Regions from separate parts of the Rattus norvegicus genome. Here region 2 is linked to region 1. The links are chromatin contacts, called in public Hi-C maps. All regions are on one chromosome and are shown on one strand. The core of a region is the stretch at or near the end of the contact, and the rest is flanking DNA. Distances in the headings are between cores, read along the strand shown. Region 1 overlaps Sox6 (SRY-box transcription factor 6). Region 2 has its middle 47 kb from the start of Sox6.

Region 1 (4,276 bases), core at 227-2,726:
CACCCGACTTCAGACTACAAAGACTAAGTTAGGAGACCCAGCTCTGGCAGAGTGAGCAGTCACCCCAAGACCCAGAGTAACAGCTGTGGTGGGCTCTCAGGATCTCTCTAACCCTTAACTATAGAATTCTACAATCAGAATTATAGTTGATCAAGGATACAGGAAGGTCTATGGTCAAATGGAAATTATCTTTCAAGTTTAAGCATTTGTTAAACTTAAAACATGTTAAATGAGAATAGTTAAGAGTGTGGAAAGACAGCTTTGAGGCTCCTCGCAAGAAAAAGGCAGAATAGAACCTAGCTTAAGGCCTTTGCGTTCAGAGACAGGAGAGTGGCTTTAGCATTCACTGTTTGCCACTTTTCATAAGACCTAGAATATGCTGGAACCATCCAGTCCCCCACCCAAAGAAGCATCAAGGGAAGCATTCATACCTCAATCTGTTTGTGGTTGTAAGAGTGGCCACCACCATGTTCATAGGGGTCCAAATTCCTGCCCAAACGGTCACTTATGCCCTTTAGCCTTGGGTTAATTTGTGGGTGAGATACATGACCCTTCTGTTTAATGGCATATTCAGAAAACAAAACAAAACAAAACATACTGTCAGAACTCGTGAAACAGCATGGAACTCAGTGCAGGGTATAGACCACATCAAAGAACGGCACACAGTTCTAGGCCTATGCTCTCTGTTTTACAGAGATGGGTAAGGACTACTGCCTCTAAGTTCAGAAAGTTAGTGCAGTTCCGAGGTAGAGCATGGAGAGCCAAAATAGGGTCACCAATAAAAGGATTTCTTTTAGATCTTCCTCTGCTGTTCAGAGCCCAGTGTTGGGAGTGTGAAAGGCAAATGTCTGGCAAAGAGAAGTAGTAGCTGGTCATCTGCTAGCAAGATGTCCCTGTCCCGGGGGTTCTAGTGGGGACAGCTTCATGCTGACCAGAAGAGGCTTATGACAAAAACTTCCCGGGCATTTCGAAAATTCTTTTCTTTGTGAAGCAATTGAAAATGTATGAAGTGCTGTGGAGGTGTGTATGTGTGGAGGGTGTGTATGTGTGGAGGGTGTATGTGTCAGTGTTGTTTCCTTTCGGTACGATGGAAACATAAAGGGTGACACACCCTTTATGTTCAAATCTTACAGGCAATAGCAACACAAAAATACTGTCTGTCCAGAAGCTCTTCCCCAGGTTCAAAAGGAAAGCTCAGATAAAAACCGTCTTTAAGGAACTTTGAACTGTGTGGAAACAACTTATCATGTATTTTCTAAGTGTTCTAATGCTAAAATTTTTACTCTTTTTGTTTTTACTACTGAAATCTATTCCTATTTAAAGTCAATTCATGGCTCTAACGAGGGTGTTAGACATGTGCAAAGGCCACGCAGAACTGTTCTAAATACCTCATTTTATCGTAAGGAACATACAGTGCAAATAATTTTTCAGTCAGCTTCCAAACATGATTAGCTTGATAAACAAGAGACACTGATCCAGAACTGAATTGGGCACCATGCCTAGACCTTTAACCCTGGCAAGAACAAGGTCACACTACAGACTCAGGAGCAGTGTGTTTATATTTTGCTAAATAATCAAAGTAACTGGGAACAATGGCTTCTTATTCCCTGAGCTGCAAGGAGGAAAAGGCCCAGCATTGTCTCTGGTCTGAAACTGATGGGAAAAGAAGCCTGTCTGTATATCCGTGTATGATGGAAACCCAGACAAAACGTGGATAAAAGGAAATGCTAACACATTCAAACAACTACCACCCTTAAACAAAACTGTTAACTTGCTAAAAGAGAGCACACAGAGCCACAGAATCAAATTGTGACACTGGAGCTCCTTTAAAAATGCCTGGAATTGGTACTTTTCTCTTCCATTTTCAGCATGCTAAGTACAGAAGGTGTTAATTCTCTGGGCTGTGCTTAAAAATTATTTAACATTCGGGCCATTATTTAGAATACAGCTGGATTGCAGGTTTCCACTCAAGCACTGGCCCTGCTCCCACATTCTTGCTTCTTCCTGGTACTTACCTGAAGCTGTAAAGGGCTGAGTCCAGAAGCAGCAGCAGCTGCCATTGTTGACGGAATGAACTGTACGGGGTAGTTATCACCTGTCGAAAAGAACAATGCACACAGGTTTAGACAATGCACAGGGAATCGCGGCAGACAAGTATAAACACGGTCCTTGGATCCCCTGAGCTTTACAACGTTGCCCTAAGCCCAAACATCTGCAGAAACAAAAGGCTTGGTTGGGCACAGGCTTGCGCTGCCGCCTTGGAACTTTTTGTTAACAGATAGCTGGTAGGCAAACTGGCAAAACATGAATGTGATGTTGAAAAAATTAAATGTGCAATTCAAGCATGTTCGCTCCACTACAAATCTTGTAATACATCATTTTTTTAAGAGTACAAAAAAATTAAAGCCAGGCTGATGCTCGGCACACTGTGAAAGGAGGCTTTTCTCTTGGAGAAGCAGAAAGTTTGGACTTGGTAGGTAAAATGGAGACTTAGAGTCAAAAAACAAACAAAAAAGATGTTTACTAATGATAAGCCATAATGCAAAATTTTATTTTATAGAAAATAAACAAAACAATAAGAAAAATATCCCCTTTAATTTGGCCAATCTTACCTGTTGGTACTCAGAAATGCTGAAAAGGACAGGGAAAATCTGTCTTTTGGTTTGACCTGTGGTACTAAGTAGTGGAGCCTGGTGCAGAGTCACACACACGGCATATGATTGAAGCATTTTGGTGATGATCATTAAATAACTTCACATTCGGCATGGGCTGCCTGCACTGGAAGGCTGGGAATGTTCTTTATGCTATACAGTACGGTGCTTCGAGCCCAGCCAACACATACCTGTGTTGAAACCGTCTGTGACCTGAGAACACAGACCATGGCCAGACGCCCATAGAGCCAAGAGAAATGGATGAAGGACAGACTGGAGTGGTGGTAGGTGAACTAAAAATTAATATTTGTGGGTGAATCACACAGTATCGGTGATTTAATGTAGCAGCGTGCTGGCTCCAGCTACTTATTTAAAGTCAGTGTTATGTACTATCTCTAGGCTATATTTTAATAGGCTGCTCCCCCACATATTTTTGACATTTATAATAATCATGCTGTTTTGCATGAACTTTCCTACACTGAACACTGAATGTAATAATGAAGAGACATTGCAGGAAGAGTTCCAGGCACTAGTGTTGTCAAATCAAAAGCAGGAGAACCTCTTGTTTCCTGTCTGCATAGATGCTAATACTCTCAGCATGCCTGGTACCCCTAGCTCCTTGCAGCTCATCCCTGCTCACCATGTAAAGTGCTACTCAGCTGGCCCAATGTAAATGTTAAGTTGCTTTCACTTTTAACAAATTGTTAGCTTCTGATCTGCACGGTCTCTTTGCATCATATCCATAATACCTCATCAGACCATTGAGCACAGTGTGCGCCTGTACACAGTCCAGTAACAATTGGCTTCTGATTGCAAACGGAGCGCTGCTACAATGCACTTGCTAAGGCCATATTGTGCCGGTCTCCTATGGAGTAATGTTCAAAATATCTGATCTCGTTTTTCCCCTTCCATGAGGTTGATTTTCGTCTGCCCTACTCTCGGAGCTTTTTGGAAAAGATAACTAGGCAAAATTATTTTTATAGTAAATGACTATCACTTTATGCTTAAATAAGTCTACTGATCTTCTTGATATTTAAACTAAATTATCTGAAGAAAAAATATCTTGATCTAAGTCAAATGGTAATTTTTTGGTGGATATCTTATCAGCTTTTTAAAAAACCCACAAATGATACTGAATTAATGATGTTTCAAAAATAGAGGGAAAAATAACCATTCCACCCATCAGCACAGACCTCCTCCCCAAACATTTTAAAGCTGTTCTTTCTTTAAATGTCATGCATTATTCATGCAACTCCACGCACAGCCCCCTCCCTGGAAGTTTAATACCAGTGGCTTTATTTGTACTAAAACATTTTTCATGTCAAACATATTTTAAAAAATCAAACTCTGAAAGAATTCCCCAGGGCACTCCTTCTCCATAGCTGTCATGCCACTGTGCCGTGAAATAGTCGGCTTTTTACATGGTTTCTGGCTTGCCAGTTAATTTATGACTGTCTCTACCACACCCTTAGTACTCTCCAGCTCACCTGCTGGCTACAAACAGCTTTCTTTCCACTGTTGACAAGCATAGTTTCAAAATATTTTTAACCTTTCTGCGGGTTTGAATCTGCATATCTGAATAGATCTTCAGAAAGCTATTTCTCCAGAACCCATCATTGTATCAG
Region 2 (4,614 bases), core at 1,848-4,347, 450 kb after region 1:
TGCATAAGCAAATATGGGCGCCACTGGGTTCCTCCTAATTGCTGAGGCAGGTTTGGCTTTCCCAACAACAGTCCAATGGTCTTTTTAAATCACAGAGTACTCCGGGATCTGGGAAACAGACCCAGCCGACCAGAAAGCAGGCCGCTGGGCTGGCGGAGGCAAGAAGGAAAAGAAAACGTTACCAAGATTTTTGTGATCCAAGGTCCTAGTACCCTCTGCAAATGAGTTCAAGAGACCTCGTTAGAGTTCAAGTCATAAACTAGTAACAGCATAGATGGCTGAGGGGCAAACGACCTAGAGCAGGTGACAATGTTGTGTCCCAAAGGAAAGAAACCAAAGTTTGGGGTCTGGGCATCACAATCCAGAGGGCACCGAGTGACATGTGGCCCGGGGGAAGTAGGGGTGTGTGCTTGCTAAGGGTTTCCTCCAAAGCCTTGAGCACCAGCTGTACTACGCAAGTGGGCGAGGCAGAGAGCCAGGCATCCGCTGATGTGGTGGGCTTTCCACCTGATCCGCACCGCCTGCGGGTTCCAAGAAGTCTACGAAGGGCACCCGACACCGCATCCCAATCCTGGAACACACACGCTCACTTCTCCTGGGGTCCGGAGCCATCTCCACACGAACCCAGGCTTTGAAATGCCAGGACTCAGAAGGGAAGAAGAGGCCAGCGGGTGGGGCTGACTTACCTGCGTGCTGCGGTTGCTGCCTGGGCGCCCGCTGTGTTTGTGTCCCTTTGCACCTCGACCAACCAAAGGCAACTCGGCTTTACTAAGTTTGGCCTCGCACCTCCAGAGAAGAGGCACGAACTGGTGAGACAAGGCGCGCACGGTTCCTGGAGAGAGGTTCCCCCCTGAACTTGGGATGGGGCAACGCAAATAATCCTGCTTCAGAAGTTAGTATTTAAAACACCCACGCAAAAAAAAAAAAGAAAAAGGAAGGAAAGGAAAGGAAAGGAAAGGAAAGGAAAGGAAAGGAAAGGAAAGGAAAGGAAAGGAAAGGAAAGGAAAGGAAAGGAAAGGACAGAACAGCCTTTAAAACCTCGAGTTCTCCCTGTGAAAGGCTCACTTACACCAACCGGGCGGATCATTCAGACCTACATGACTTCATCTTAAGGTGGCCAACTTCTCCCAGAAAGGGCTTCATAGCTACTGTGTGAACAGGACAAAGATGTCACTCACTCCAAAACACCAAGGAGAACTTTTAACAAAACGAAGAGTATGTGAAAGAGTGTAAAAGGCAAAGGGGAAGTTGAAAAACTTTAATTACAGCGTGGAGAAAAGTTTTCGCCATTGGTCTCCTTAACCCTGGATGACAAACACCCGAATGCTCCAGCAGCCCGCGGCACTTTAAGTTTGGGAGAAGCAGATCTTATCAACTCCCAAATAACAGTGCCCTTGGGACAGTCAGTGCCTCAAAGAGGTTAGAACTCCTGTTTCAGCAACAAAAGCAAACCGTGAATAATATTCTTCGTCCTTTAAGATGTCATTTCGCAGAAGGACAAGGCATGCGCCTGGACTTTAAGCGGATGGAGAATAACATTAAATTTCATTTGAATCTGAGCAACATCCAGTTGAGAAAAGCACAGCCACAGTGACAGGAGCAACAGAGCACCGTCACAAAGAAGGTAAGGAAAGTGGTAAAAATACATGAACTTCTGTTTTCAAAAAACAATAAAGATAAATAAAAAGTAAGTTTTATAAACATGCCTTTCCTAGCTTAGGAAAGTTCATTTCCCAATGTGCTTTTGCTGTCAAAGGTGCAAAGCCAAGGCGAGGGAGTGCGTGGCTGGAATCTGCATGCTGATAAGAGAAGGGTGATGTACTTACAGTGACAGAGGGCAGGCTGCGGGAGAAAAGCTGTTTGTGTTAGCCTGCGAGTTACCCAGGGCTGCAGTGAGAGCCGAAGGGAGGAGGCGTGGGAGTGCCCGTCTGCGTACACCTTCACCGCGTCTCATTACATCTGCCAGCCTCTCTCTCCCTCTCTCTTTCATTTCCACATTCCCTTTGTTCCTGAAAAAAAATCTACACGTCACATCAGAGTCCCCAGATGCAGTCTACACCAAAGAAAAAAATGAATAATTCAATCAAACTGTGCATAGTCTCTAAGGCAATAAATCTATCGCACTTAAAGAAACGAAGGGTAATTACTACCATAGAATTAGAATAAGGCCAAAGACCAGAGATGTCGCTGAGTCTCTGGATAAACTCCACAGTCAAATAAAGTTTCATTTATTTAATCCTTTTTACATCTCGAACGGAAAGTCAGACAAAAAAATTTAAACTTATTTTAGAGCTATTCGCGTCTTTTGAAACACAGTCTAGAGAGTGGGGGAGGGTATTGGAGGGTCTACCTTGTTCAAAAGCTCCCAAAGACATCAGCTGAGCGCCAAGCACAGACACCAACCAAGACAATGCGTGCCGGTGGAGCCTGTCCAGAGCCCATTTCTCCCACTCCACCCTCCTCCACTCCCCTCTCTACAGCAGAGCGCCCTCCGCTTGCCCACCACTGTGACTCGACAGGAGGGCAGCTGTAATCTGAGAGCCTTACCTGCGGCAGTGCGAAGACCCAAAAGAAACCGTCTTTCGCTGCCACCAACACCCCGTGCCATTCCTACGCACCCCTCCAAAGTCCTGTAACCATCTAGATCTTCCATCTGCCTACGAGAAACTGTATACCGGATTTCCCCCCACCCCCCCAGGACTGAATGGAAGCGCTATACGGAACTGACTTCTGGATATGCCCTGGGTTGAGTTAAAGCGATGTCTGGAAAGGAAAAGAAGGGGAGGAAAAAAGGAGGGGGCAACTCAAGCCCTATCCAAGTTAGTCAGAAGGCGGTGTTAGGCGGGAAGCGCCTACGGGAGAAACAGCTGGGCTGCACACTGGCCGTGAAGATCGCAGTTCTAGGAACCGTGTCCTTCGTCCCAGAGGTAAGACTGTATGACTGTCGCATGCTTATTCTTTCACTGTCTCTCTTCCCCGCCCACAACTATCCCTACCCCTAGGGTCGGCCTGCGCGCACCCTAGAGGACTCCAGCGCAGCAAAGAGCTGTATTTTCCAGAGCCACTCATAAATCGTGGTGTCACTGAACAGAGATCTGCAAACCTGCTGTTTGTGGCAGTCCCGCCAGTTGCTCACTGACCCAGGGTACTCGGGACACATAGTGGGCGGGAGCCCCGGCCAGCGGGCCAGCCGGGTCGCGGGAGCCTGCAGGCTCAGGTGATTCCAGGAAACCTCCAGCGTCCCAAACGGGTTGGGGCTAGAGTTTCCATCCTAGAAGCGCTTCTGCCTGCTTCGGCGGATACACAGACGCGCGCGCGAGCGTGTACACACACACACACACACACACACACACACACACACACACACACAGAGTCACTAAGTCAGTCACGCACGAACGCACGGCTGACATTCCGGCCCAACGACCCGTCTACAAGGGCCCCCTTAACAGTCAATTCAGCTCTCTGAGGAGCAGCTGGGAAACTGGGATTCGTGGATGAGGCCACGGGTGCCAACCGCCAGTGCAGTCTTTGTTTACGTGCCTCGGTCGCCACCTTGAGGTGGAGCGCAAGAGTGCGCTGGGCTCAGAGCCACCAAGATCCATCAAGCAGATGGAGCTGGCAGCCAGGACAACCTCTGGGACAGAAAAAAAGAAAAAGTCCACGAAGGTCCCCCTGGAGCAGAGGAGTCCGGGAAGCCGTACTACTGGGAAACCCGAGTCAGGAGATGGCAGAGAGACACCTGCTAGTGCCAGTACCCGGTGCGCTGCGTTCTCTCACTAGACTACAAACCTGGGATTAGAGAACAGATCCAAGATAGAACTTTTATCACTAACTACCCAGGCAGAGAATGGGTAGTTAGCTTGAGAAAGACACGTCCTCAGCTCCTATAAGACGGAGAACATGGCTCCTGGCCGACTCGGCCTCTCTTGGGTTCCTTTGCTTTGCTCTTCAACGGGAGACAAAGGTACTTAGAGATGCCATAAGCAGAGGTCTCAAGATGAGAACCCAGAACAGGGGCGGAACGTTGAGGCAGCATAGTTGTCTGCTGTGAAAGCTGAGTCCCATTTCCCGAAAACTTAGGGCTTCCAGGCACCTTAAGAATAGGTTTGGTAAAACAATGGTGTGCTGTTAATTGCTTCACCTGCTTTCATTTCTGAAGCCCATTTTCACTCACTGCTCTGCAGATATATTTGCTGTGGATATTCAGCCCTCTTGCTGAATCTTGCCCCAACCTACTGCAGTCGCTCTTTGTTATTCCTGGACAAGTGGCTTCAAGGCTTGGAGGCATCTTACAAAGCCATCCCAAAGGTCCTCCTCAGAGAGCTGCCCTGAGAACACCTCTGAGATTTTTCACTGCTGCTTGGGTACATAAATGTTATTTAAATATGATGCTTTACAAAAGAAGAATTGTTTAAGAAAAAGGACACTTGGGACCTATTTTGAGTTATATGAAAGCTTAAACCAGGTCTGGCTGACACCAGCTGCGGCCTCCAGTATTTGGCCAGCAATAAATAAATAAAAGGAAATTTGTAAATAGGTCCACAGCAATATTATGCTAACGGCCAAAAGGAAATGTTTTCTCTGAAAAGAGTAGCAACAAGCCTCTAAGCCAGA

What was found. A called contact is a pair of places that touch in the nucleus more often than the background predicts.
Region 2: a Hi-C map of liver shows a contact between it and region 1, with 3 times the contacts expected there. The contact joins two enhancer-like sites. A contact is called at or near these places in 4 of 12 Hi-C or Micro-C datasets (Schwann cells, liver and psoas muscle) and 1 of 1 datasets of contacts at active chromatin or transcription factors (oligodendrocytes).

What each region holds. Positions count from the first base shown.
Region 1 is chr1:179,266,160-179,270,435 of GRCr8, forward strand. It overlaps Sox6 (SRY-box transcription factor 6), which reads right to left. Exons shown (of 16, transcript NM_001024751.1): 9 at 2,016-2,095. Among named protein-coding and RNA genes, the nearest start is that of Trnav-aac35, 120 kb to the right of the region's middle. Within about 2 kb of position 1,477, at least 3 of the 93 cell types and tissues checked have an H3K27ac peak or open chromatin away from gene starts, as enhancers often do. A contact at or near this core is called in liver, where this site is marked.
Region 2 is chr1:179,709,719-179,714,332 of GRCr8, forward strand. It overlaps a transcript of Sox6 not described here. Among named protein-coding and RNA genes, the nearest start is that of Sox6, 47 kb to the left of the region's middle. Within about 2 kb of position 3,098, at least 17 of the 93 cell types and tissues checked have an H3K27ac peak or open chromatin away from gene starts, as enhancers often do. A contact at or near this core is called in liver, where this site is marked.